Linked DNA regions of Mus musculus: regions 2, 3 and 4 are each linked to region 1. Evidence: chromatin contacts called from public Micro-C and promoter capture Hi-C data. All regions are on one chromosome and are shown on one strand. Each heading gives the region's core, a stretch centred on a gene start, on an enhancer-like site or on the middle of the called end of the contact. The rest is flanking DNA. Distances are from core to core; before and after follow the strand shown. Region 1 holds the start of Ube2v1 (ubiquitin-conjugating enzyme E2 variant 1). Region 2 holds the start of Znfx1 (zinc finger, NFX1-type containing 1). Region 3 holds the start of Adnp (activity-dependent neuroprotective protein). Region 4 holds the start of E130018N17Rik (RIKEN cDNA E130018N17 gene).

Region 1 (7,387 bases), core at 4,063-6,562:
AGCCATGTCTTCAAAGCAAGCTCCAGGACAGACAAGTCTACATAAAAAAAACCCTGGCTTAAAAAAAAAAAAAAAACACCAAAATAAATAAACAAAAAATAAAATTAAAATACAATCTTCTTTGGAGGACTGGGGATTAAAAGCAGAGCTCTGGCAAACTGCAGGCACAGCAGAGGGGCCTGGAGCCCAGCTGCTGTTCAGGGTGCGTAGCAGCCTGCACTAAGGCTCAGCTTCAGAAGTTGACAGGACCTGAAAGGTGCCCTGGATGCAGCATTACCGAAACGGACAGCGGACACACGACTTATGCTCATTTCCAGCCAGCCTGAGACGTCCTCCTCTGGGAACTCACAATGAGCAGCTCCGAGGGCAGCCCAGCAATGTGACGGGCCTGACTTAGGCAGAACTTAGCATGGAACCTGTTACTCTTTGTTTTAAGGTTTACTTTATGTACGTAAATGTGCTGCCTGCTTGTATGTAAGTTACCATGTGTGCTTGGCGCCCTACGGAGTCAGAAGGGGAAGCTGGGTCTCCTGCACTCCTGTGATAGGCAGTTGTGGTGCTGGGAACCCAGGGAGGCCAGTGCTGAGCCATTGCTCCAGCCCCCATTCAGCTGTCACTCTTTACAGCTCAGTGTGCCAGGGCTCAGTGACAGAGTGAGCTGGACATCCAGCCCAGGAAGGAGCTACTGCACCCCGTCCCCCCCTTCTGTGGCTGCACCACTGTGAGCTCCACACCTCTGCATCATCCTGTCAGACACTGTCTCCTCTGCATGCCTGAGTCACACATCTGGGCAGAGAACTCATCACGGCAGCCCGACCCCTTCCCAAGAGGTCCAGGAAGAGAGAGCATGCGCAAGCCTACACCAGCCCATCAAGTGCAAGGCCACACACCTGTGCCCCCAGGCTAGACTACAGGGTGAGCTCCTCTCACAAGGCGGCTTGCACACAGATGAGGACAAGGACCCACTTACCCTGTGTGTGACACACAGGTCCCAGCTCAGCAGATGTCAACTACTCACAAGGGCACAGAACTCACTCGAGAGGCGGAGGCAGGCCCGAGTCTGAGGACTGCAGGTCTATGCAGTGAGCTCCAGGCCAGCCAGGGTTACAGAGAGAACCTCTTGGGGGGGGGGGGGGTCATCTCACCCCACACAGTACTCTAGGCATTGCTATGGCCTTTCAGGGTTAGACCAAGGATGCCCAGCTTGTATTCATTCTGCGGCCATCAAACCTTGGTAGTTTCAACTCGAGACAGAGGGAGGGACAGAGGGAGGGAAGGTGGAGGTGATTTTGTTATTCTTTTGATGCTGGGAACCAAACCAAGGGCCAGCTTGGCAAATACGCTACATAAACTCCATTCTCAGCCTTTTAATTAAGAGTGATGGGGCAAAAGCCCCGTGAAAACTCACTTAGCAATTCTAAGGATCCATCTTTGTGTTTATTCATATGTGTGTGTGTGTGTCTGTCTGTAAGATATGTGAGCACGAGCATGTATTTGTGTGTATGACTGTGAATGTGAGCATGTATCTGTGTGATAACATGAATGTGAGCATGGATCTGTATGACTGTGAGTGTGAGCATGTATGTGTGTATGACATGTGAGTGTGAGCATGCATCTGTGTGTATGATTATGAGTGTGAGCAGCCAGGTGTGGATGCTGGGAACAAAGCTCTGATCCTCTAGAAGAGCAAGTGCTCTTAACCAGTGAGCCACCTTGTTGCATTCCTTACTTGGCAACTCTCTGGTTTGTCAAGACAGGATTTCCTTTGCAGTCCTGGCTGTCCTGGAACTATATGCAGACCAGGCTGACCTGATCTCTGGCATTCAGAGATCTGCCTCTGACTCCCAAGTGCTGGGATAAAAGGTGTGTGCCACCACTGCCAGACAGGAATTCGATACAACAGTAGGTGTCAGGCAGCACATCCCTATGATGCCAGCGCTTATGAGATGGAGGCAGGAGGACCAGAGGCAAGTCGAAAGGCATCCTCAACTCCACACTGTTCAAGAGCAGCCTGGGCTGCATAATATCCCATCTTATAACAGCAAAAACAAAGAAATCCTACTTGCACTCGCTCACCAAGCTGGCCCCACTGTGGGTCCTGGCTTCTGCTCTCAGGCTGAGCACATTCAGAAGTAGCTATCCAGAAAGCAGGCCATGAAGGAGAAAGGGTTCTTGGTTGTAAGGGACCCAAGATAGCTCACAGTAAGACCTGTGGGAACTGGGGCCTATTACAGGGCCTCAGTTCTCATCTCCCATCCCCAGCTGTCTGGGGAACACCCTTGAGTGGAAGGAAAGACCCAATCTCAACCACCCAGATGGTGACATTTCTAGAAGCTGAATGTGTGCATGAGGCCACACCCCTGCGTGTATATTTACAGTGGCACCCTGCCAGGGCTTGTCACTCTGGCACTTGGTGTCTGGTTAATTGTCAGCTCTGGGCAGCACAGCGTTGTGGGCTGCTGGATGAGAGGAACGACCTGGCAGCCAAGGGCCACTGTCTGACATCCTGCAGTCCTGGACACACAGGAGAGACGTCCCTTCAATTGTAGACATCTTGAGTGGCTGTAGTGGGCTCATCTCAGCTCCTCTCTGAGACCTGCGCCAAAATTACAACAGCGAACAATGTGGGAAGATGCCAGCAGCAGTGACCATACCACCTGAGCTGGGCGTCACAGGACTCCAAGGCCACACAGTGGTTTCCTGGTAACCAGGGCACAGATTAATGACCAGGCTCAGTCTACAGGCGGCCCAAGGCCTGAGCACACCTGAAGGTTGTAGCAGGGAGAGGAGACTAAGCACCAAGTTTAACGAAGGTCCTGCTTCCACTCTCACCACTGCAGTCTCCTGATGCCTTGGGGCTCAAGTCAGAGCTCACCATTCATCATTCTCTTCAAGGCATTCATTCATTCATCAACCAAACACTCAATGCTGCTCATAGCAGGCATCTGTTCCATGGCTCCCCCTTGCACTTAGTAAAGCCCAAAGTCTTCTCTCTCCATCTCATTACTAAGGTCCTTTGTTACGGGAGGGGCACAAGTGGAGGGCGGCGGGCAACTGTGGAAGCCGTTCTTTCCTCCAACCATGTGGAGATCAAGCTCAGGTCCCAAGGCTCGCCAAGGGCCTTTTGTCTGCTGGGCCACCTTACTGCCCCATGGCCTTTAATCTCATCTTTCAACACAAGTGTCCCCACCGCACCGATGGTACTTTCCCACGGCCACAGGCCTTGCTCTTCCCACCACTGGTCTCAGTTCCAGGGTTGGCCCTGAGAGAAGCCTGCCCCCTCCTCATCAGACTCGCTCATCACAGCACACAATTTTCTTCAGAGCACTTCCTGCTTTTTGGAGTCACTTTATTTCCATCCTGAATGGCCTTCTGTCTGGTTTGAATGAAACCTAAAGACAGTGCTCTGTCTACCTTGTCTGCTACTAGTAACAGGACACAAGAGGCCCCAGGAACCATCTGTGGACTAGACAGGCGCTGAGGAACGCCTGTTTCTGGGTTCCCTAAAGCCTTCCTATGCTATCTAAGCTGTGCTATGTGCGCTTCCTTCTTTTCATGGAGCTAGGGATGGAATCCAGGGCCTCCGACTTGCTGGTCAGATCACTCTAGCACTGAGCCTCACCCAGCCCAAACTCTTCTGGATTCTGTACACAGCAGCTGCTGCTGAGCTGCTGTTTCTATCTGCACTCCTGAGGCACGGGCAGGGCCTCAGAAGTTAGAAGTGGCTGTCAAACCGGATCCTGAGATGTCCTAAAGCAAGGACAAGCAGTGCTGACTGGTAGGGCCACCCCAGTACTGGCTGCCTGGCACCTCTCTGCGAGATACCCTGCATCCCACCCCAGTACAGCCTGTGGCAGACTGGGTCTTCCCAAGTGCCCACCGCCATGTGTTTGTCAGGAAATGGACTGACTTGGCTCCGCAGTCTTCTCCAGGACACACCAGGCACTGTGTGGTGGGTCACTGCAGGCAGCACCTCTCTGCTTCCCACCCCACAACATCTCCTCTGGTGGCCTCACAGCCCCAAAACACCAGTGCCTAGGCTGGTGGCCTGTCCTTACCCCTTGCTCACCTCCACCAACAGACTCCCGAGGATATAGCCCCACACCAGAAGGGAGCACCCACTCTCTCCTGAATCCTTCATTGGAAAAGCAGACTCCCATGCCTTCCCAGACCCCGGGGGATCTCCTTCACCAAACCCACTCCACCTTCTCTAGCCTGCCAGAGTCCATGGCTCATAATCAAGTACAGGTTGCCGGTTCTAAGGCAGCAGACCCTTCGGGTCTCCCCATCTGGCCTTCTCTTCTTAGCCCATCAGAGACCGACAAGAGCTTCTCCCCTAAGAGCATCCCCTTTACCCTCTTGCTATCCCTTCCATTTGATCCAAGGGCTCTCATTTCACTGCTCCTCTCCTACCCATCCAGATAATGGAGAGTTTCTGAGTTGAACCCACATATTTTCCCCCAATTCGCAGAAGGATTAGGAGTGACAGGCACTTCCTCCATCCGCTCCCCGCAGGAAGAGGTTTTTCTTCTCTAAAAGCAGCATCTGCGGGACTGCACCCCATCCCATTCTCCCCACTGCAGGAGCCTTCCCAATGGCGACACGCCCCAACAGACCCCACCCCACCCCCCGACACACACACCAGGGCTTCCTAGGCACCTGCTCGTGCCCATCCAACGCGGCGCTCGGCTCCCAGCGCGCCTTCTGAAACCTATCCCTGGTCTCTGCAACCCAGGCCTGCTCCCACGGCAGAACGCCCGGGCTCAGCCCGTGCAGGTGCCCGGATTTCCCTGGGAAGCGACCACCACGATGAGAGCAGCCCCGACCCTAAATTGACGCGGGGCCCCGGCGGCCTCGCCTGCGGCCCGCGAGGCTCCGTGCGTGTTCCCTAGGGTTGCGCCCGCGTACCCCCGCCGGGCATTCCCGGCTCCCAGTCGCCCGGGCCAGCTCCCAGCGGGACCTCGCCCGGGCATTCCCGAGCACACTCGGCCCCTCTGCCGGCCTCTCCCCCACCCCCCGCCCCCCGGAGGCGCCCGAGCCTCCGGCTTGGCCGCACCGCCCACGGCCCGGCTGCCCCCGCCCGGGCTTCCGGCCGCCGCCTGATGGTCCCAGGCCCGGCCGAGCAGCCAAACGCAGCCGCAGGGACAGCGCGGAGCCCTGTCCCGGCCACCATGGCCTCCGCTAGACCGGGACCAAGCCCAGGGAGCCCGCGCCCCGTCCGCCAGCACGCCCGGCGCCCCCGCTCACCCGAGCCTGTGGTGGCTGCCATCTTGCGTCGCTGTCGCTCGAAGGCCGGCCCCTTCTTCACCCCCCCTTGAGTTTTTCTCCGGGCGCTAGTGCGCAGGCGCAGGTGTAGGCGCAGCCGCAAACGGTGCCGCTGACGCCCGCTCGGGGTCGCAGGAGCCGGGCGGGAAGGGCTTTGCCCGAGTCTTCAGTGAGCGAGCATGAGGGCGGGGCAACCTGCAAGCCCCGCCCAGCCCGAGCGCGGGGGAGGCGTGCAGGTGCTCGGCTCGAGGGCCCCGGGGTGACCGTGCGCTTCCGGGAGAATAGAATGGGGGGGAAGGGCTGTGGAGCCCCGCGCCTGTTCCCAGGCTGTTTCCGTCCCCCTGTGTCCTCACCACGTAGCGAAAATGAAACCGCGAGAGATGAAGTTCAACTCAACTGCTAAGTAGCTGAGTCAGAATTTGACCCCAAGCCAGATGATCTTTGTTATGGGGTATATGGAGAAAAATAACACCGAAAGGCCTGAATGCGTCAAATTGTGGGCCAGTACAATCTTGTTTCCGGCACTGTTGCTGTTCTGGGGCCTGAAGCATGTAGGGACAAGGTGCAGCTAGGGGCTTGAGAACCACCAACCTTGAGACATGCATTCTGCTTGTTTGTTTGTTTGTTTGTTTGTTTAGGGGTTTTGTTCGAGACATGCTCTCAACTCAGCTGTCCAAGAGCCCACTATACAGAGGATGACCTTGGCTGTCTGATTCTTCGGCTTCTGCCTCATGCTGGGGTTGCAGGCTTGTGTTTTAGAGTTCTTCTTAGAGATGGAATTATGTGGGAGAACTGTGCTTGGTGCCGGACATGGCAATGTCTCCACGAAATGAGATTCTCTTCTCAATTGCTACATTCTAGTTGGACAGAGAACAAGTAAGCCAATATAAATAGATAAATATACATTTTACCTATGATAAGATAGGGGACAAACCTATAAAGGGCACCAGGAAGAATCAGAAAAGGCCTCCTGCAAAGGTCTGAAGACACTTGTCTGCATATAGAGTAAACCCATCACAAAGCCACCTTTGATGTGAAACCCTTAAGGGGACTTGGAAATCGAGGATGAAGTAGCCAGATAGGCTGCAGATTATACTGCTAAGAGGGACAGCAGAGGGGCAAGGAAGCTGGAGACATTCCTGGAACATTCCATTTGTCATCTGTTTGGTGTATTCTAGGTAGCTCCACTGCATTTCCTCTTGAGGAAGTACGTGGTAAGCTCAGAACTACCGTCCTGCAGAAGATGCACACCAGCCTAGGAGTCTGTCCCACAGAACAGAGGGAACCAGGTCTCTAGGTAAACTGGGAAGGGTGAGTGCACAATACACTGAGGCTCTGCTCCCGGGGCTGGGGCTATGCTGGGGGCCGTGACGTGTCTGTGGCCTTGTATTTATGAAGGCTTTCCCTGTTTCCCAATATTGTACCTGCTTGCCGAAGTGTCTGCAGGTTTGAGTCCACAATACTACGACAGCCTCACTCTAGCCTTGACCTTATGACACATGCAGGGCCTCTCTAGCGTGTCTCTGCCTCTTCTCGAGGCTGCTGGAACCTCACATGGTCTCCCTGTCCTCAGAGCCTTTGGGCTCTCCTATTGTAATCGTCTCTGGAGGCTCTTGAGATGCCAGGAGTTCCAGCTGCTTGCCATATAGCTTGCCTTTGCTTCACATGTCACATGACACAAAGCGTCCTTTGGACGCACAGACAACATTCGCTCCGGGTTTCGAGCCACTCTAAAGCACTGGGACCTAGAGCAAGCATTTGTCTCTGGAGGCTGACTCACTTCAGAAGTGAGAGTCTCTAGATTTGGGTCTTCATTGTGAATCTTTTTGGGTGGCTTCTGCTGAGAGGTTTGTAAAGATAGCACCCCTGTAATTGCAGCAGTAGGGAGGCTGAGGCTGGAGGCTGGAGAGTTGGGGCCTGCCTAGAATACATGGTCAAGACGCTGACTCTAACAACAAAGTACACCCCCAGAGGTTTGAAGCACCTAGTATCTGGTTCAACATTCTGAAAAGGGGCTAGTCTCACTCTATGCTTTGATAAATACCCTGGACGATGAGAGGATGCGGGTGCGGCAGGAAATCTGGCATTTGCTAAGCCACGTATAAATGCCAGGCACTGCTAA
Region 2 (6,897 bases), core at 1,384-3,883, 570 kb before region 1:
TTGCTTGGGGTCAGAAAGAGAGAGTCATCAACTCCCAAACTACTGTTTGGTTTGCCTTCAACCAGGTTACTTAATCTACAGCTTAGGTTTCATTTCCTTTCTTACAAAATGATTGCTGGGGCAAAAGGAGTACAAGTGTGTCAATCCAAAACCATGTGCCAGCTAGCTGCAGGGTGCATGCTGGCAGCTCAGCTCAGCTCCTGGGAGCTGGAGGCAGGAGGGTCGGCAAGTTAAGAGCGGGGAAGCAGAAGCAGGAAGATCAGAAGAAATTCAAAGACAGCTTCCACTGAGCCTGAGGCCAACATGGACTCTATGAGACCCTGCTTCAACAAACACACACCCAAGGGCTCAGGACCTGGCCAGGCATTCTTAGGACACAGCAGTGGACAGGTTCCCTGCTCCCTCCTGCTAGACAGCAAGTGAGCTCTTAGCCTTCTTTCCTCTCAACCAGCTAGCAATTCTTGCCTTGCTTCTGTCTTGAGGATTTCTGATGCTGGGTGAAGAGGAAGCCCCTTCAGGGAACTTCTCAATATAACTCAGGCATAGCCTGTGGATGCAGGGGGGCAGGGTGGTGGTGACTCAGTTCTCAGCTAAAGGATTTTTGAGACTGTCCTCACAGTTTTAAAATATTCATAGTTGGAAACTGTGAATAGATTTGGCATTGTATGAGAGGTGGCTTTTATTCTTATCAGAAAAAAAAAAAAAAAGAGTCCCTTTTCTTCCCACAGGGAATATTTTCTGTGGTGACTTTTCTCCTCATCTTACCAAACCCTGTTCTTATGATGCAGGCTCAATGGTTAGTGTTTGTTTTAAGAAAAATTTTCTGAGGAAAATCCCTTCTTCCTCATTTTGAAAAAAAAATACTAAAATAGAATGCAGCAGCAGTGTAAAAGAAAACAGAAGCAAATAAGTGCTAGAGAAGGCGAGGGAAGAGTGGCAGGAGCAGGCGGGGAGGGCAAGTAAGGCAGGGAGGGCAAGCAAGGCAGGGAGGGCACCAGATCAGCAATGGTTAAGCTGTTGCAGGGATAACATTTAGAGACTTCTAATTACAGGGTAAGATGAAAGAGGATGGAGCAAGAGGTGGCAGCTGGGTTGTAGCTAGGTAAATTTCAAGTCCCGAGAGAAGTCGCCACACCATACATCCCTCAGAGAAACACTGTAAGGTTACAGAAAGCAGGAGAGATCTGGGGGGGACTCAGAGGTAGGGCAGGGCCTAGGGATGGGGAGCCCAGGGTGGTTGTGGAACAAGTGGGTATAGCAATAGGTGAGAAATGGAGAGAGTGGGGCTCCAGGGACCGGGAGCAGAGGCAGGACAACTACGCACAGGGGATGACTGGGTGCTGAGATGAAGGGGCACTAGAGGTGGGGTGTGATCAGGGTGGTGACAGATGAACTGAAGAGAGTCGAAGCAGGTAATGGCAGTGCCCGCGGCTCAGGATACGCTGGGTACTGAGGGAGGAGACACCGACTCTGGAGGTGATGGGGGCTGCTAAGGAGAGGAGACAGGGACTCTGGGGAGTGATGGTGAGGCTAATGGAAGGGAACAGGGATTTAGGGGTGATGGGGCTGCTGAGGAGAGGAAACAGGGACTGGGAAATGGGGCTGCTGATAACCAGGTAGACTTAACTCAGGGAACGATGGAGGGTGACGGTGGAGGTGGGAGGACAGGACTCTGGGGGTGGTAAGGAGTGGAAAAAGATCCTAGGGGTGATGGGAGATTCCAAATACTCCGGAGATGATAGGGGAACTGAGGGACTCTGGGGGCTATAGGGAAACTAAGAGAAAGGGGCAGGGACTCTGGGGGCTATAGGGAAACTGAAGAAGCAGACAGGGACTTCGGGGACTATAGGGGGGGCTGAGAGAAAGAGAACAGGGACTCCGGAGGCTACAGGATAATTGAGGGAAGAGGACAGGGACTCCGGAGGCTACAGGATAATTGAGGGAAGGGGACAGGGACTCCGGGGGTATAGGGAAACTGAGGGAAAGGGACAGGGACTCTGGAGGCTATAGGAAAACTAAGGGAAGGGGACATGGACTCTGGGGACTATAGGAGAACTGAGGGAAGGGGACAGGGACTCCGGGGGTGGTGGGGGCGCTGAGTGGGGCAGATAGGGACTCCAAGGCTAACCTGACACCCGGCCGGAGGCAGAGCGGGACGCCGGCGGTCGCAGCGCCGCAGAAGCAGGTGCGTGATAGGGCGGAGGCCACTCACCGGCTCGGGCGCGTCCTCCGCAGGGCTAGAGCTCAGCCCCGGCCCTGGCAGGTCGCGGCCCCGCCCGGCACCGCGAACTTTCGGTTTCCAGTCCCTGCAGCCCCTGGGCGGGGCGAGTAGCCTAGTGGGCGGCCCGGAGGAAGAGGAGGCCGCGCAGGACGAGGAGGCGGTGCCGCGGGCTCCAGCGAGAGGCCGGGCTCGCCTGCGCCCCCGCCCTCGGGGCGGGCGGAAGGGCGGCGTCGCCTCAGCGCCCGCGGTAGCGGCGGCGGCTGGACTGGCGGCTCCCCGCGGGCGCGGCGGAGGGGAGGGCGCGGCGGGGGGCGGGTTGACTGCGCCCCGGGCGGCCGCAGGTCTCGGCTGGCCCCGGAGCCAGGGGGACGCGGCGGGCGGCTCGTGCGTGCCAAGCGCGACATGGCGCGGAAGCCGAGAAGCCCCGGAGGCCCAGTGAGCACGGGGAGGGGCTAGACACTGGCTGGACAACCATTAGCTAGCTGGGGCCGGGCGGCTCGGGGACTACATTTCCCAGGACGCCAAGCGGTCGCGCCCGGAAGCGACGCGCCATGGGCACAGTGCGCAGGCGCACGCGCCGCCAAGGTCTATATAAGGAAGGTTCGCCGCCGCTCTCGTCCTTTCGTTCCGGCGGCTCCTAGAGCGTTTGCTTTGTTCCCGATATGTCTCGTCCCTCCGGGGTTAACTTGCAGATGGTGAGTTGAGTCCACACAGCACAAGTTTTTTTTTTGTTAACCTCTTATCAAGTTTAGTCGCTGTAACCGCTCCTAGTCTCCAAGTGTTGCTTATGGAGCGCGATCCCCAGGTTGACCTTCGAAGACGTGATTCAAGTGGAAAAGACGCCTTCTGCTTTGGCCTGGGAAGCTTTTTGCTGGTGTAAATGATGAACTCACTTTTTTCCCCGTCATATCGACAGTGCTGATGTTTTAAAACATTTGCCAGTTTGTCCTGATAAACACCAGCCTTCGAGGACCCTGGTCTTCTTTGTTCCTGGTCGAGGATATAGGTGGTGATGGACGCTTTTGTTTTGTAGGTTGACCTGACCAAGCAGGACAGCATGGAGGTTGGAGGGAGAGAAGGGCATCGAGGGAGATGAGAACTCACCTACCATCTGAAAGTCTTAAGGTATGCATTCGTCTAGTGGCCTAAAGTGGCAATCACGTGCTTTGAAGAGCCTTTAAGTGGGCAGTGATAGGGAATTTGATGCAAGAGTTACTGCTGAGGTTCGTTGTTTTAAAAGCCCCGAGGATTGAGCCTTATTATCAAAGTATACTAAAGTCTTTTAATTGTGTATCTGTACATACTGACACAGGAGATGCAGAGCCCTGTTGTTATTTAAAGTGTCCTGGTAGAACTGCCTGAGAAAAGGACTGATTAAGAAAATGGTCCCATTGAGATTAGTCTGTAACACATTTTCTTGGCTGTTGATATGGGAGCATTCAGCAGTTTGTGGGTGCAGTGTCTGAGCCGGGTTGAGATTTCTTTTGTATATGCGTGGTATTTAGAAAGGCAATGAAACATGTCTGCTAAAGTATTTGCAGGCTAGTGCTTTTCAAGATGTGACAATGGCTATCCTCCATTACTGTATTCTGATATCCACCCTGACCCACTCAGATAAAAATGTGAATATGCCCTAAATCAAGTAGGCCCGAGAAATGGCTTAGCAGTTAAGAGCACTGATGGCTCTTTCGAGGGGTCCTGAGTTAAATTTCTAGCAACCACATGGTGGCTCACAACCATCTATAATGGGGTCTGGTGCCCTCTTATGGTGTCTCTGAAGAGAACAATGGTGGTGTACTCGTGCATAAAATATATGAATAAATCTTACTCTTAAAAAAAGTAGGCCCGGGCTGGAGAGATGGCTCAGTGGGTAAGAGCACCCGACTGCTCTTCCGAAGGTCCAGAGTTCAAATCCCAGCAACCACATGGTGGCTCACAACCATCCTTAACGAGATCTGACTCCCTCTTCTGGAGTGTCTGAGGACAGCTACAGTGTACTTACATATAATAATAAATAAATAAATCTTTAAAAAAAAAAAAAAAAAGTAGGCCCAGGCAAGTTGACTTAAATTGAGGCAAGCCTAGAGACTGAAGGGTGCTATGTCTGAACAATTGTCATATCATTTGCAAGTGGACAGTGCCAGTCAGAGTTGTATATGTGAGACAGTTGCATTTAGGGTTTGGTGCTGGAGTCATGGGCGCCTCAGGTCATACGTGAGGCCTCCTGGTACATAATGTTGAAACTTTCCAAGGCGATTGTGATTATCTCAGCAAGTCCCATTCCTTTAGCTAATAATTGGAGACACTGGTATTACAGCTGTCTCCTGTAAAGGAGATGTAGTCCTAAGTAGCTGTCTACCTAGCCCTTGGGATCAGGCTCAGCAGCCTCCCACAGACAGGCATGTGTGATGACACAACTTTTTTCCCCATCAGATCGACCATGTTGATCACATTCTTTTAAGCCAGTATGTCTGACATGCCTGCCTGACAGTACCCACTGCTGCTGTGCCCTTGGCGCTCAGGTAGTTGACAGGTTATTTCTGCATTTTATCTCAGGTTTGCTGACAGACAAAACCGGGCTTTGAATGGAGCGTGAACTCCTGAGGCGAGCATTGGTGAGTGGTTTCCACGTGTCCCTCTTCCAGTGTATACTTTGTTTCTGACATAAACTTGGCTGGTGAACTGATGATATCATTTCTTTCCCCGTCAGATCGACCCTGTTGATCTCAAATACTAATTGCCAGTTTTGTCTGATGCATCAGCCCCAGGAATAATTCATTGTTGGCTTTAATCTATTTCACTTGATAATGGCTTCGATTTATTTTCTACAGGCCCGAGAGAGCCGAGGATGCAGGTGTTGGTCTGATCTTGATTTCAGGTGAGGTTCTTTTACTGTTTTAACCTGTTTCTAGGGATGTTATAACAAGTGTGGAGAGTAACGGGTGTTTGATTCTTGGCTTTTGCTGCTCTGTTCATGCTGTTAAGGTTCCTGGTGGGATTCAAGTTCACCATGTTGCTTGCTAAGTGGGGGTGGGGGATGTGTTCAGCCAGAAAAGCCTATCAACATTTTACTTTTCTTTTTAGGTACTTTTGGAATACAGAATACCAGATGTGTTCCTGCTGCCCAGCCCCACAAGGCTATGCAGAATGCAAAGAAGAGTTACTTTTTGGCTGGGGAGTAGTGGTATCATGTGCACTATTGCTGGAAATAATAAATATTGGCCTATCTGTAGAAATAAAAATCTGACTAATGATATTTATCTGCTGTGTCTTGAGTTTCTGGGTTGGGTGGGCCTACAGCTGCTTCCTGTGAACATTTCCCACTGCCTTAAGTGGGACAGCTGTGAGTAGCTAGCACCCTGGTGCTAGCTTTTAAGTTACAGGTCAGCCTGGCTGTAGCTGCTTTGCTGCTCCTGGCTTGCAGAGCATCTCCAGCCTTGTGGGGCCCAGGGATCACATTAGGGTTACTGCAGGTGAGAAGTGGCAGCCAAGGTTATCTGGACTTGGGGGTGACTTTGGCTCAGGTAAGTGGGCCTGAGTTTTTAGGTCCAGTGGCCCTGTGGTGGCTGATACATGGTTTGCCTGGCTGCTTCTCAACAGCCTCTTCTAAGCCCAATCCCTCTGTTTACTAAGAATCATAACCACACTTTTTAAAAAGATTGTGGGGCTGGAGAGATGGCTCGGGGTAAGAGCACTGACTGCTCCTTCCAGAGGAGCAGCAACCACATGGTGGCTCACAACCATCTGTAATGGAATCCAATGCCCCTTTCTGCTGTGTCTGAAGACAGCTAGTGAATTCATTACACAATCTTTTTTTTTATTTATTTTTAAAGATTTATTTGAGTACACTGTAGCTGTCTTCAGACACACCAGAAGAGGGTGTCAGATCTCATTACAGGTGGTTGTGAGCCACCATGTGGTTGCTGGGAATTGAACTCAGGACCTCTGGAAGACCCGCCAGTGCTTTTAGCACACCCTGGTGCTAGCTTGTAAATTTAGTTACAGGTCAGCCTGGCTGTAGCTGCTTTGCTGCTCCTGGCTTGCAGAGCATCTCCAGCTTTGTGGGGCCCAGGGATCACATTAGGGTTTCTGCGGGCTGAACTAGGTTCATGGAACTACCAGGTTCCATGCCAATCAATGCTTAGCATATTGTATGACTTGTTAACCACCTTCCTATAGTACAGAGGTCCACCCCACAGTTAATGTCCCTGGAAGGGACAGTGGGCCCTCTACATTTAACAACCCTTCAGTTTGGGAAAAGATCTGTTGCCTTCTCTTTTGGATCCACTTGAAGTATTCTCCCTGCCCCCTTTTAACAGCACATGCACCATGCTCAAGTTGCTGCAAGGGCTGGCTGCTTGGACTTCAGAGGTCAGTTGTTGAGCTGATACTTTTGAGCAAGACATAGTATCTTACATCAGTTTCCCAGGGTGTGTCTCTAAAACCCTTTCAAAACTTTTATGTGGGGCTGGAGAGATGGCTCAGTGGTTAAGAGCACTGAATGACTGCTCTTCCGAAGTTCCTGAGTTCTATTACCAGTAACCAGTAACCACGTGGTGGCTTACAGCATCTGAAATGGGATCTGATGCCTTTTTCTGGGATGTCTGAAGACAGCTACAGTGTACTCATATAATAAATCTTATGTGTATGGGTGTTTTGTTTGTATGTCTGCACCA
Region 3 (6,924 bases), core at 4,386-6,885, 580 kb after region 1:
GGTGTGAAAAGAACTAAGACACCAGAGACAAAGGAGGAAAAAAACCCAACCTTCTATCTGAGCAACAGGATAAGCAAACAAAAGCCCATGGCCACAAGGGCTGGGCAAGACACAAATGGCTTATGTAGTTTTTCACCATCAAGACAGGAAACAGCCAGTTTGCTAACATGTCAAAAACTCTGCTGAAGTACCCATTTGGTTAGTTAGCATTCGTTTATACTAGCTTCATAAACCACATTTCCATACTGACAACATGAAAGAAAGATATAAACTTCAGTAAGGGATGGCACTAGCTGCAGGGACAGCAACTTCCAAATGTCAATGAAAATTAAACTCCTTCTGAGAACTATTTTACCTTCCAAAAAGTACAAGTGGCTTTATGAAAATCATAAAGTTCTTTGACAAGTTGGACAAATAGCTTATTGTAAAACAGCCTATGTTTATATCCAAAAAGTAGTATAGACACTACGGGGAAAGTATTGAACAAGCTTCTAATATTAAAATAAAATACTAAAACACCAAATTTTCTTTAGTATCATGTTAAAAGTTATCATAAACTATATTTCTAATACTTAATAAATATCTTATTTGTATTGAATGTGTATCGTATGTGTATCGATGTGAAATCATTCTCAATTTAAAAGTCCCATTTTTTTTTTTTTTTTTGCCAGATAATAAGGGGCTGGAGAGGTGAACTCTGAGTTCAATTTCCAATGACGACATGGTGGCTCACAACGATCTGTAATGGGATACAATGCCCTCTTCTGGTGTGTCTGAAGACAGTGACAGTGTACTCATACTTAAAATAAACCTATCTTAAAAAAAAAATACATCCATATACATCTAATTAATGAGCTAAAAAATCCCATGGGTTCAACTAAAATAAAGCAACAACAACAAAAAGACAAATGTTTATCCTTTATTTATTCACTGGCATCGGATCCCATCACAGATGGCTGTGAGCCACCACGTGGTTGCTGGGAATTGAACCCATGACCTCTAGAAGAGCAGTAGCCAGTGCTCTTAACTACAGAGCCATCTCTCCAGCCCAATTTTCTTCATTTAAAAAATTTTCCAAATTTACTTTTTCTACTTTTCTCCTTATAATAAACCAGCTATCTCTCTCTCTCTCTTTTTTTTGGGGGGGCTTTTTCGAGACAGGGTTTCTCTATATAGCCCTGGCTGTCCTGGAGCTCACTTTGTAGACCAGGCTGGCCTCGAACTCAGAAATCCGCCTGCCTCTGCCTCCCGAGTGTTGGGATTAAAGGCGTGCGCCACCACGCCCGGCTTCCAGCTATCTCTTAAATTGCAACTTTTCACAATTGAATTTGTAGAACAGACATAAGCCTTAAGCCAGAATAATTCTGAACATTTCTGTTTTTTCCAGATAAGGTTTCTGTGTAGTCTTGCCTGTCCTAGAACTAACTATGTAGACCAGGCTGGCCCAGAACTCACAGAGATCCACCTGCCTCTGCCTCCTTAGTGTTAGGGTTAAAGGCGTGTGTGTGCCACCACTGCTGAGCTTAACGTTTCTGCTTTCTAAAGACTGAATTCTTTTTACTGTACACACACACACATATTTAAAAATTTGCTACAAGGGAACAATCTCATATGCTATATTGTATAGATATCTATACTTTCAGTAATTAAGCTTATTATTGGTCAATTACTTTTGAGCTTTTGTGGAAATAAAACCTGATCAGTATTGTGAAGTTAAAATGCTATTAGATTTTCTTCTGAAGTCTGGTTTAAGAAAAAGAATCTAAGAAAAATCAGTTCATACTCGGTGTTCCCTATATAATGTCTTGAGAGCCAAAATTTAAGATCTGGTTATTTTTAATGTCTAGTAGAGACTATTACAATAGTAAGAAGAAACCCTTTCAGCAAATCAAGATAATAAATTAAACAGAACACTCACTTCCCTACTCAGGTTAACTAAGGCTGGTCAAAGGATTCTAGTTCATATACTGTAAATCTCAGCTTTCATAGGTCTAAGCGATGGCTCAGCTGCTCTTGCAGAGGACCAAGTTCGGTTCCCAGCACTCTTACCATCATAACCATCAGCAACTCCAATGTTAGGAAATCTATTGCTCTCTTTTGGTTTCCTTGGGCACTGCAGGCACACAAAGCACATCTATGTAAAGAAAACACTATTCACATATGATAAAAACAAATTCCCACCTTCCAACCCTCCCCTTTTGTGCCAGACCTAGCTAACCGCTGAAACTGTAAGGACATACACACTCATCCAACGAGGTTCCCTGATGACCAACACCATAAAGAAACTAGCTAACTCTGTCATTTCATTTATAAGAATGAACAAAGGCACATTTGCAAACTTTATCTCACAAACACATATTCTAACAGGAAACTGTTCTCTTCTTATTCACTTTATGTGTTTAACAAATACTAATACCACAGTATTTCGAGATCACAAACAATCTTACTTGTATTTAATATTGGACTGTGTAAATAGTAAAAATGCATAACAAACCATGAATCCAATGTAGTTTTTAGAGCAATACTGATAACAAGGTGCCTCTTTTTCACTCAGCAAAATGCTACCTGACAGCAACCGAAAACAAACAAACCCCTAAAAAACAAAAAACCCTACCCTCTTCAAGCATTAAATAGTTATTTACATATATTTGGTATCCCTTGATTTTTCTTGGCACGTCGATGTAAGATGTCTGTAACAGTAGGATAAAGCATTCACAGATACTAGCATCACTGTCAATATTACCAAACAAGAACAAATCAAATCCAGAGACTCTTACCAGGCCAGTCACATCTCTACCAATGAACTACTTTCCCCAGATCCCTTTAACCAAGTAACTAAGGCTTTCAGATGCTGAGCAAGTCTTGAGATAGACTACTTAAAACTTTATGTCCAAAAGTGCAGAATGCAAATGATTACAACAACATCATCGACTTTAAATTTTTCTCTTAAAAGAGACACATATTTTAAACGTTCAAAACCCATTACTGCAACCAGCTCTAACGAGTTCCTTGAGGAATGTGGCGAGGCTGAAATTTTGAAAGTTCATGTTCTGGTGGTGATCAGGAGGAAGTCTCTAGCTTTCCTGATGCTGCAGTCCCCACCCTCCAAAATGATATACCCACCGGTGTGAATTGACAATGCAGTCCAAAGAGCAAGGCAGGGAACGGAGTCCAGATCCTCAAAATGGCAGTACAGGGAATAACCACTAGGCCACCTATCAGTTCAGTACAAAAAGTGCAACCCTGTGCATCACGATGTAAAAGCTGGGGCCTAGGTTTCGTACTGTGCATCTCACACCTATGGAAATAACAACAGGAGTAAAATCTACAGAAATCCACACACCCTAAAAAGGTGGGTGCGCACCGAACCAAGACTGGTGTCAACACTTGCAAAGGCAGTTGGCTACAGACAGTGTACTGCTGAAAGTGGAAGGCAACACAATTTTGCAGTGAACTCTATTAAGTTTGACAATGAAGAACTCAATAGGGACCTGATGTTTACCAACAAAGCCTTGCAAATCCTGACACCCATCTTTCATGGCTGTCAAAATCACCAACCCATAAAACCTCTCAAGAATGACTTTCCACTCGCAAAAGAGTCGGAGAGATTTGGATTGACCTGATCTCCCAAGCCCGTGACTTTCAGGTTTTAAACAACCCCCTTTACCACCTAGCCTAGGAAAGAGATGTCAACACATCAAACCTTAAGGTGAAGGAATTCTTGAGAAAGGGAACCTATGACCCAAGGATGTGCACCAAGGTGACTGATCAGCAATCAAAGTCTGAGGGTGAACAGGTTTGAAAAAGTAAAAAAAGACAACTTTCCAAACGGAGAAGTGGCTTTCTTAAATAAAATCTCTCTAGCCTCACTTAATCCTTCGCCATGTTGCTGTCAGCTCACCCAGTGCAAGTCTTGCTGGACCCATTTTCCCATGGTCTGTAGAAGGCGCTGTTTAGCACATCCTGTTCTAGTTCTGGGGCCCTTCCCCCCTCTGCAGCCTTACCCAGTGCAGGGAATGCGCCCCCTACTGACTCCCACACTCAGTGCCTTTAACCGACTTGGCTGCAGTGCCTTTTGGGTGGGGGCTGGTATTTTCTCCATGACCATAAACCAGAAGCAACAATGCAGATTTATAAAGAAACTGCACAAAGCTATCCAAGAGACACCCCCCGACACACATCCCATTGTGAAGGTTCAAGATACAGGCACAAGAAGCATCAGGGATGGGAACTGGGCGTTTGGGGCTGGACAGCATTAAAATGGCTAACACAGGAAACAGTTTGGTTCTTTTTCCCTCCTAAGCCTTTGTCTGTGAAATGGGGTTATGACAAGAACTGTCCAGAGGACCTGGTGACTGGAAGAACACTGAGAAGACACTTGGGGTGTGTGGCAGGGAGTGAGACTAAAATGAGTATTAGACTTCTTGGAGAGAAGAAGAGAAGCAATCGCGCCTTTTCTAGCAGACAGGCATCCAGGTTGGGGGTAGGGTGGGGAAGGGAGGAGAAGGACAGGCAGCTCAGAGGAAAGAAGAGGCGAATAAGAGGGTGCTCAAAGAACTACTCCCCATTCATTGCATTCGAAAAAAATTCTTTCCGCGGCTTTCTGGATTTCCATTTTCTGACTGCAAAGTTGATCAGAAAGCTCTAAAGAGGGAGTGCTGACCAGGTAGCCCAGATTGAAAGCAGGGCCGGTGAGGGGCTGTGGTGGTTAGGATGGGAGGGAAACTGGCATGTTGTTGGGGAGGCAAAGACTTTCACCCTCTGCCATGCACGCTCCCCGCCCCCCAGGCCTTTCCCCCCTTTCCAAGCCTAGGGTGGGCAGACCTGGCAGAAGGCTGGTTCCGGGGACTGGGGGAGGGCGGGAGGGGATTAGTTCTGAGGACGAGAGAGCGAGCGGGGTTCGGCTGGGGGCGGGGTGGGTGCGGGAAGATGCCACTAGCCGCAAAAGCCCATGGTGGCCGGCCGGCAGCCCCGCGGGGCGGAGAAGGGGATCGGGCTGCAGGAGGGCTGCGGCCGACTGGGGTTCGAGGCGGTGTGTGCACGCCGAGCACAATGACCGCGCCCGGGATCGGCGGCGGGCAGGGCCGCGGGGCTTACCTTGGCTCGGCCTCGAGGCGTGCGCGGGGCCGGCGTGCTCTAGAGCACGGCGGCGGGTGGACGGCGGCACGGCGATGGCGGCGAGGACGCGCCCGGGGCCTCGTCGCGCTCGGGCTCCGGCTCGAGCCGCGGCCGCGGCTGCTGCCGGGGGGCGCGGCGGGCGCAGCAGAGCGGCGGGCGGCGGCGCGGGCAGTGCAGACAAAGGAGGGGCGGAGGGCGGCGGAGGGCGTGGGGCCGCGGCTTCACCGTCGCGGGCGGGCAGGCGGGCGGCGACGGCCGCGCGGCTCCTCGGCGGCGGAGACCGAGAGAGGGAGCTGTGGCTGAGGCGACGCCAAATCCCCCCCGAGCGAGCGCGGCTGGAGGGGGAGGGGGCCAAGATGGCGGCGGGCGGGCGCTCAGCTCATGGGTCCCGGCGGCGGCGGGTAGACCGGACGGGTGGCGGCGGCGGCGGCGGGCGGGGGAGGGGGCTGGTCCCGCGTCTCCCCTCAGCAGACAATACAAGCGCCTCAGAGCAAGTCCCCGAACCTGCCCTAGCCAAAATGGCGGCCGAGAAAGAGCGGAAGTGACGTAAGCGACTCATTAGCATAAGAGGACTCATTGTCCAGCTGGGGGGGGGCGGGGGCCATGGACCCCCTACTCGGCGACCCCCCCCCAAGGGAGAGCTCTTCGGTCCTCGGCTGCGGCGACACCCACTTTCCTTATGGCAGGGTGGCCCCAGCCCCCCCCAGCCTCTCCTGGGTGAGATTATATAATCCCCACTGAGGGGAGCTCTCGCGAGAACGTGGAGGCTTTGCCATTGCCCCACTAGGAGGCGCCGTGGATAATGGCCGCACTGCGCTCCTGGGTGCCTTCCTCTGACCGCAGCGCCGCCGGCGGAGGCAGAAGTAGCGGGCCGCAGCACGCCTCGACAGTCAGTCAGGTGGCTGCACTGGGGATCCCTGCGCGGGCCCATCTGGGCCTGAACTACATCTGGCAGGAGGGCGCCTGGGGCTGCCCAAGGCCCACGTGCTCAGAGTCAGCTCTCCCAAGCTGGAGGCAAAGCCAAGGGTTGAGCCTGCTGCCTCCTGCCTTTAATGAGGTGTGATGCCCTCGTGTTCCTCCCATTTTTTGAGATGACACAGCTCTGAGGCCATGTCAGCTCTTCTAGTGAACTGGTATGGGATAGACAGGGACTCAGCTTTTCACTTCTGCTGTTCCTTGGACTCAAGTCATTCCTTCAAGTCATCAGATGGCCACTTACCATTGACTCAAGGAAAAAAAAAGTGGGATTTGTAGAGTTGAGGCCATTGGATTGTCAATGGCTAAGGATGAAAACGGTCTGGCACTCACCCACAATTCTGGTATGTGACAGCACCTGCACTGTTGGCTTTGTAACTTTGGATCATCCCCAACCAACATACCATGTCAACATCAACAGCCTCGGTCCACTTTAAAGGAACAGTAGTTACCCTACCGTAGATAAGGATGGCTAAAAGCTCTACAAAGTAGCAAGTGCAGTTGTGAAGGATTGGCCACCCCTCCCCCAACATGAGGTCTCTACAAAGTTGCAAATTTTGAAAGAATCAGACTATATATACAGACAGCTCAGTGTCTAAGGGTTTGGTTGGGAAGTTGAACAAACTTCCACCTAACATTTATTTTTTGCAATTATTAGAACATATATTTAAACCCCTAATCAATAGCTCAACAATGTAAAACAAGGAATAGAAACTATTTAAAAGGAGGTGGGGCTGAGGCTAAGGCCTTTCATCAAGGAGTAGAGATGGGGAAGCACACAATGCAGAAGACAGGCAGGCTGTGTGAATTCATCTCTACTGTTCTCCTCAG
Region 4 (7,332 bases), core at 2,958-5,457, 520 kb after region 1:
CACAGTCCCCGAGGGTGCGGCCTCCAACCCTCACCCCATCCACCCTTTCCATACACCCCCATCCTTGTTTCTCTTTTACAAATGAAGGAAGAGTGGGCGGTCGAGTGACTCGCCAGCCAATCAGCCAAAGAACTGGGTTTGAACCTTGGTCACCTGCCTGTGGCCCCTACTTGGCTTGCTGCCTGATATTCTGAGCCCCAGGCCTGTCTTAGAGACCTCAAGAAGGCTCTGCCTTCCCCCAGATTCCCCTATAGCCAAACTGCATGTGGGTTCAAGTCCATGCCTGCCTGCCCTGGTTGGACACTGCTTTTAGTGTCAAGCCATTGCCTTCTATGTCAAGAAAGAGGCCTTTGAAGCAGGACCCGCTCCAGTCTCCTCCAGGAGTGAGGTGGAGGTTCAGAGAACTGCTACTTAAAAAAGTTTTTAGGGCTGGAGAGATGGCTCAGCGGTTAAGAGCACTGACTGCTCTTCCGAAGGTCCTGAGTTCAAATCCCAGCAACCACATGGTGGCTCATAACCATCCATAATGAGATCTGATGCCCTCTTCTGGGGTGTCTGAAGACAGCTACGGTGTACTTACATATAATAATAATAACCATAATAATAAAAAGTTTTTAATTAAAAAATGTGGGTGGGTGGCTGGAGAGATGGCCCCATATTATAGAAACAACACAACACCTCAAAACCCACTGGCCCTAACGGTGGCTCTCACGGAGGAACCGTGTGAAAAGGTCTCTGTTGTCGTGTTAAACGTGACCACAGGACCAAAGCAACTTGGGGAAGGAAGGTTTTAGTTCACCTCACACTTCCTAGTTACTCTCTATCACTAAAGGAAGCCAGGGCAGGAACCCATGGCAGGAGCCTGAGGCAGGAGCTGACGCAGAGCCATGGAGGAGCGCTGCTCATTAGCGCATTGTTCCTCATGAGCGGCTGTTTGCTTAGCTGTAGACCCTATGACTACTTGCCCAGGGATGGCGTCACCCCAAGTGAGCTGGGCCCTCCCACGTTAATCACCAATCAAGAAGATGTCCCACAGTTTTGCCTATAGGCTGATGTAATGGAGTTAGTTTCTCAGTTGTGGCTCCCTCTTCTAGGATGACCCTACCCTGTGTCAAGACATAGGGTTTGATTTCCAGCACCAACATGGTGGTTCACAACTACCCCTAACTCAAGTTCCAGGAGATCTGATGCCCTCCTCTGACCTCCACGGCACCAGGCATACAGGGGATACACATATATGCACACAGGGAAAACACACAATAAGATAGAATAAAGAAATGTAAATTTTGCCGGGCAGTAATGGTGCACGCCTTTAATCCCAGCACTTGGGAGGCAGAGACAGGCAGATTTCTAAGTTCGAGGCCAGCCTGGTCTACAAAGTGAGTTCCAGGACAGCCAGGGCTGCACAGAGAAACCCTGCCTGTCTCAAAAAACTAAAAAAAAAAAAAAAAAAAAAAAGGTAAATTTTGTATTACATTTATTTGTGTGTGTGTGTATGTATGAGTGTGAGTATATATGTGTATGTGTGTGGGAGGGGTACATGTGTTCCACAGTGCATGTGGTGTTCAGAGGACAATCTCTCTTCTGCCTGAGGTTGAATGGGCCTCCAAGCATAGAGTTAGAGACATCAAAGATCTGAAAGGCCAGCTCTGGGCAGGAGACAGGGTGACCCAAGACAGACTCAGCCCTCAGCCCTTAGTTGTGGGTGACAAGCCATGACAGTGGCAGGGGACAAAGCCAGGCTCATTCTGATTCTCATCTTACTAGTCCCTCTCTCAAGATATGTGCTGTGTGTATTCCGCTTGAAATGGAGGTACAGAGAGGTTAAGTAACTGGCCCAAGGTCACACAGCTGGGCTCTGGGAACCCTGTTCTTAGTCTATGGTACCTTGGAAACTTAGGTCTGGGAGGATACAGGGAATAAACAGATTCTAAGACGACGATTCAGTGGTAGTTCTGTCTGCAGGGATCCAATCTGGTTTTAGGGCACTAGGGGCGGCTTGTGGGAAAGGTGGGGGACACAGAATGGGATGGTAAATCAGAGGTCGGGGTTACGCTTAGCCTGTCTGTGCAAAGGCGTGCAGGTGCAGCTGAGCACAGAGCTTGCGAGGTGGCAGGAGGTGAATGTTGGTGGGGGAGCCAAGTGAGTAGGGCCAGAGTCACAGGGAGTTTAGTATTAATCTAAGGACAGTGGGGTGCCTTAGAGGGTTTTATAGCAGGGTTACCGGGCTTGGGGCCACAGCCTGCCAGGTTTGGGACACCAGACCTCAATAAGCCAAATAAAGTAGCTAATGTATAGTGAATAGCAAAAAAGGAACTTTACTTAGTGTGGCTGCAACAGAAGGATACCCAGAGATCCAGGGAGTTCCCAAATCCTTAGGGATCCTGACCGAGGGTGGGGCTTAAATAATAAGAGATTTGCATAACTCCTTAGTCAAGGCCTGACCCTGTCTGTTACCTCCTCAGTTCAGTTCCAAGGTCATGGGATTAGTTGTTAATCTTCTGGGTGACCAGTTCCCCTCAGGTTGTCCCCAAGGCTCCAGGCATTTATTCTCTCACCAGGAGAATACTGGGGAACTTTTCATTTCTTGGGGTCCATTTTTTTCCACTAGACTGAAAGCTAAAGAGAGGGTCATGAGTGTCTCTTTAGAATGTGTCCCCTCCTGCCAGACAGGCTGGGTATGGCAGAAGTAGAGACTTCTTCAGTGTTGGTGGCAACATTCAGAGACTTACCTGGGAGCTGAGGAGGGCACCTGGGTGCACCCCACCCCCCAAAGGAGGCTTTTGCTCCTAGGATTGTTCTTCAGTTGAAAATATTTCATGCTGAGCTCTGGGCTCCTTGAAAGCCCCACTTCAGGAGTTTGGGCCCCTTGTCCAATCAAAGGAGAGAAAAGAAACCCAGCCTTAGGTCAGTGGAGCAGGGCTCTGGGGAACGGAGCCTGAGGAGCAGGCCAGAGCTTAAGCCGCACACAAGAGCATCCCACCTGAAGACTGTTCCAGTCCGTGTGAAGGGAGCTTTGAGCCAGGCCTGTGCCCCCTCAGGTCTGCAGGAGACCATAGCTGATGTCTGCAGCCAACCTGGGTCTGCCCTCAGCGCCATGTGCCCAGAGGCTCAGTAGCTCACTAATTTGTTGTTAACCACTGTTTGTTTCCTGCCAAGCCAAAACATCTTGTTCATGAGGTTTTACCTTGATGAATTTTCTCCATGAGAGGTACTTTCCAGTGAAGGAAGGATCCAGGACTCAGGGCAGAGGCTGTCCATGCAGCAGGCAGTCTGGCTATGGTGGCCTAGACTGGCTTTTCACCTTAATCCAGCAGGGCTAGAAGAGACCAGGAGGCCAGGTGGTCCCAGGAAAACTAGTCAGGGGCCCTGGTGGCAGAAGGGACACTTTGCCCACAGCAGAGCAGGCATGAGACGGAACTGCAGGGAGACGGGAACAGATTCTCCTGTTTGGGAAAAAGCTGGACGTCAGACATTTTTTTATTTTTGAAACAAGGTCTTGCTTTGCAGCCCTGGCTGGCCCAGAACTTGGCATGTAGACCAGGCTGCATGTTGGCCCCGCAGCAAGGCTTAGCCTGGGTATACTGGTACACTCCTGTAATCCCAGCATTTGGGAGGAAGAGGCAGGAAGATCAGAAGTTTCAGGTCAGCCTCAGATTAGCTAGAGATGACCTTTAACTCCTAATCCTCCTGCCCCTGGCTCTGCCCCTTCAGAGGCCTCTGAGATCAGATGCATAGAATGAGGGACATCTGTCCATCAGGTTGTACTAGCTCCAGCCCAGACTTCCCAGCTCTTAGCTTTGGCCCCTGATTCTGACGTCTTATAAAAACTCCAGAGACAGGTGACTCCACTTTACAAGGAAGGAGCTCTAGGCTCAAAGACCTCACAGTGTCCCTCTCCCTGCCTGTGTTCTGTCTGGGTGGACCATAGCCTCTGTCCTACCCATGGTGACACGTGGGCGAAAGGATCTGACCCCAGCTATGAAGTCCCAGAGGGACCCTGGGTAGGATCCCTCGGCTACCATCTACCCAGTTACATTTCCAGTACCTGCAGAGGGCACGTGCTCTTCCTCAAGGTTGTGCACCCAGTAGGTGCTCAATACATTCCAGAGATATCTGACCTTCCAGCTCTGTTTGGCTCTCTGTCTGACAGCAGAGAGCTGACAGAGAAGAAATGGCGGCTGTAGGGAATGCTGCCCTGCCCTGGCTGGCCTGTAGGGGTCGTCCTTGGGTGCTAGGCTTGGAGTCCCTCCCTTCCCCACCCCCAGCCAGCAGGAGAGAGGCTTAGCTGGGCCTCCTCCCCCAGCGGGGGGCCCCAGGAGGGCCATGGGGAGGAGCCTGCCTGGCTGGAGCTGGGAGGGCTCTTGCTGAAACACAAAGCAGCCAGGGGAGGTTCCAGGCGCCTGCTGGCAGCTCTGAACCGGCTTCTTTCTCTTCCTGCCTTCAGCAGTCCTGGTGGTAAAAACGCCGCATGACAGATGGCTAATACCGAAGCAAAGATGGAGGCCGAGTCCCACACCTCCCCAGCACCCAGCCTCCTACACAATCATGCTTTTGTGTGTGTGTGTGTGTGTGTGTGTACACGCTCATGCCAAGGCAGCAAGCATACCTGTAGTGGTCAGAGTACAAGAGGTCAAATTGTTTCTGGGTTTTTGTTTTGTTTTGTTTGTTTGTTTGGTTGGTTGGTTTTTTGGAGAATCTTGTGTAAGACCAACTGGGTTGGAACTCTTGTTTTGTAGACCAGGGTGGTCACTTGCCTCTTCTTGCCAAATTTTGGTATTAAAGGTAAGCACCACCCTGTCTGGCTTAGAGAGCAGTTTATGGGCATTGGATCTTTCCACCATGTGAGTCCCTAGGATGGTGGAACCATTTGTCAGGCTTAGCAGCAAGCACCTGTACTCACTGAGCCATCTCATTGGCCCTGACCTGTGTTTTCAGATGGTTGTGTTCATGTTAAAGCTTTGGGGAGAGTCAGTTGGATTCTCATTATGACCGTGAGACGTTTTTATTTGGTGGTGGTGGGGTGTTTGTGTAGGCATAATGAGAAGCACCCCAACTTATTTGGTGGGGACACACTCAAAATTTCCTTTTCGCAAATCTGTGTCGTCCTCTGATGTCTGGGGCTTGTATGGTGACATGATTAATGGAACCTGCCTCTACTCCTGGGATCCCAAGAGCATCCAACCCAGGAGTGACAACCTGGAAGCTGTCCAACACAGCCAGATGCCCCTTGAAGGCCCGATGTCTGTCCTGGGTTATCAGATGGAAGATGGCTGTGGATAGTGGCCCAAGGCCAAGGGGTCCACCCTGTCTCCTCTGAGCTATCTGTGGTAATTTCCAGAAGGAACCCTGAGCTTCAAGCTCAGTAGGTAACGGCCTTGCCTAAGGAGCCTGAGCACCTGAGCTCTGTCCCTTGACCCCGAATTTCAAAAGCAGGGTGTGCAACCAAGTATGACCTTGTACGAGGCAAGTAAAACAGGGGGTTCAGGAGCTTAAAGTCACCCTCAGTGACATAGCAATCTCAAGACCAGCCTGGCACATAGGAGCCTCTTGTCTAAAAATTAAACCAGTTGGTAGTGATGGCACTATTGTAATCCCGGAACTGCGGAGAGGAGACGGGCAGACCCAGGACTCACTGGCTGGCCAGCCTAGCCTGATGGGTAAACTCCAGGGCAGGGACAAGAGTCTTCTCAAAACATAGGCTCAGCTGTGAGACTGTAGGCCTGATACCCCGACACCCCAATACCAGGAGGGAAAGGAAGGCAGGAGGTCAGTTGTAACTACACAGAGAGAGTTCAGGGTCAGCCTGGGCTCTGTGAGACCCTGTATCAACACAACAGAAAACCAAAAACCGGGCTGGCAAGACGGTTCAGCCAGTAAGAGGCACTTGCCACCAAGCCTAGGACACTACATGATTCCCCAAAGCACACTGAATGAAGAGAAGAAATAAAAAAGGAAAAGAGCAAGACTCGTCTCAGGTTTTGGCAGCAGATGAATGAAATGGATGCAGTAAAGAACCCAAAGTAGTCGCTCAAGCTTAAAGAAAAACATTTATTCCAGACGAAGAAGTTTCTCTCTCTCTCTCCAGCAGAGAAGCAACTGCGTGTACACGGTGGTGGTGGCGATGGCGGCGGCGGTGGTGGCGGCGGCAGCGGCGGGTGTTTCCAGGGTTTTAAGGAGAACCTGGGAGGAGGGAACTTGTAATCTGGGATGGAGGACTTTGAAGTGTATAACAGGGATTTGTTGCGTGGAGATTGAAGGAGCCTAGAAGTGGGTCAGCACAGGCCTTGATATGCTAATTGAACCACAGGTATATGTTAATGCAGGACCTGAAGTCCCTTTGGTCTGAGACAAGGACAATGCTTCCTTTTAGCGGGCAGAAGCTTTTCCGTCCAAGTTCCAAGTATGTTTATATACTTTCCAAATGTTCTTTTGTTGTTGTTGTTGTTGTTTTTTTTTTTTTTAAAGATTTATTTATTTATTATATATAAGTACACTGTAGCTGTCTTCAGACACTCCAGAAGAAGGCATCAGATCTTGTTACAGATGGTTGTGAGCCACCATGTGGTTGCTGGGATTTGAACTCTGGACCTTTGGAAGAGCAGTCGGGTGCTCTTACCCACTGAGCCATCTCACCAGCCCTGTTGTTGTTTTTTGAGACAGGGTTTCTCTGTGTCAACACTCAGGATGCAGAGGCGGGGGGTTGGGGGGGGGTGTCTTTATGCGTTTGAAGCTAGCCTGAGCTACATGTGGTGGATGGCAGCTGGCAAGTGATTCTTGTGAGAAGTATCACATATGAATCTTTTCTATCCGTGTCTAAGGCACAGAATTAAAACCTTTGTCTCGGGCTGAAGAGATGGCTCAGCAGTTAAGAGCACTGGCTGCTCTTCCAGAGGACCCGGGTTCAATTCCCAGCACCCACACGGCAGCTCACACCTGTCTGTGATTCCAGTTTCAGGGGATCTGACACCCTCACACAGACATACATGCAAACAAAACACCATGAAATAAAATAAATTTAAAAAAAAACTTTGTCTCCTCTACCTTTTATGTAAATGCCATAACACACAAGCGAGTGTGTGCGCACGCGCGCGCACACACACACACACACACACACACACAAGCGCGCGTGCGCGTGCGCGCATGCCCCGCCACCTCCATTAAAAACCTTGTTTTCTCAGAGGTCACTGCTCCTGTCCAGGAATTTGATGTCCTGGAGCAATGATGTCTTTCCCTTCCTTATTTCTAAATTCCGGCGAGCTAATTCTTCACAGACTAGCCAACTGAATAAGACTGTGAGGTGGAGCCCAGAGAATGAAGAAGAGGCACGGT

What was found. Promoter capture Hi-C pulls out the DNA fragments that hold promoters and counts their contacts. A called contact is a pair of places that touch in the nucleus more often than the background predicts.
Region 2: a contact with region 1 is called in a promoter capture Hi-C map of erythroid cells, with 2.6 times the contacts expected there. The contact joins the promoter of Znfx1 here to the promoter of Ube2v1 in region 1. A contact is called at or near these places in 4 of 39 promoter capture datasets (the C10 cell line, erythroid cells and liver), 5 of 484 Hi-C or Micro-C datasets (B cells, CD4 T cells, LSK cells and 2 more), 4 of 115 datasets of contacts at active chromatin or transcription factors (astrocytes, bone marrow-derived dendritic cells, large pre-B cells and 1 more) and 1 of 9 other capture datasets (macrophages).
Region 3: a contact with region 1 is called in a Micro-C map of embryonic stem cells, with 4 times the contacts expected there. The contact joins the promoter of Adnp here to the promoter of Ube2v1 in region 1. A contact is called at or near these places in 5 of 39 promoter capture datasets (the 3T3-L1 cell line, 3T3-L1-derived adipocytes, the HPC-7 cell line and 2 more), 3 of 484 Hi-C or Micro-C datasets (CD4 T cells, embryonic stem cells and nephron progenitors) and 5 of 115 datasets of contacts at active chromatin or transcription factors (astrocytes, cardiomyocytes, effector CD8 T cells and 2 more).
Region 4: a promoter capture Hi-C map of hippocampal neurons shows a contact between it and region 1, with 4 times the contacts expected there. The contact joins the promoter of E130018N17Rik here to the promoter of Ube2v1 in region 1. A contact is called at or near these places in 4 of 39 promoter capture datasets (the 3T3-L1 cell line, hippocampal neurons, liver and 1 more).

Annotation. Positions count from the first base shown.
Region 1 is chr2:167,626,693-167,634,079 of GRCm38.p6, forward strand. It overlaps Ube2v1 (ubiquitin-conjugating enzyme E2 variant 1), which reads right to left and starts at 5,313. Exons shown (of 4, transcript NM_023230.2): 1 at 5,248-5,313. The coding sequence starts at 5,269. It overlaps Gm31852 (a long non-coding RNA gene), which reads left to right and starts at 5,782. Exons shown (of 3, transcript XR_375265.4): 1 at 5,782-6,141; 2 at 6,444-6,562.
Region 2 is chr2:167,060,382-167,067,278 of GRCm38.p6, forward strand. It overlaps Znfx1 (zinc finger, NFX1-type containing 1), which reads right to left and starts at 2,634. Exons shown (of 14, transcript NM_001033196.2): 1 at 2,129-2,634. Zfas1 (zinc finger, NFX1-type containing 1, antisense RNA 1) reads left to right here and starts at 2,553. Exons shown (of 5, transcript NR_138563.1): 1 at 2,553-2,916; 2 at 3,255-3,346; 3 at 4,778-4,836; 4 at 5,053-5,099; 5 at 5,306-5,481. It overlaps LOC115486178 (a small nucleolar RNA gene), which reads left to right and starts at 3,092; the gene lies at 3,092-3,184. It overlaps Gm23201 (a small nucleolar RNA gene), which reads left to right and starts at 4,617; the gene lies at 4,617-4,705. It also overlaps Snord12.
Region 3 is chr2:168,201,477-168,208,400 of GRCm38.p6, forward strand. It overlaps Adnp (activity-dependent neuroprotective protein), which reads right to left and starts at 5,636. Exons shown (of 4, transcript NM_009628.3): 1 at 5,098-5,636. All of the region lies in intron 9 of Gm20716 (predicted gene 20716), which reads right to left.
Region 4 is chr2:168,150,306-168,157,637 of GRCm38.p6, forward strand. It overlaps E130018N17Rik (RIKEN cDNA E130018N17 gene), which reads right to left and starts at 4,208. Exons shown (of 2, transcript NR_040327.1): 1 at 4,049-4,208; 2 at 2,298-3,446.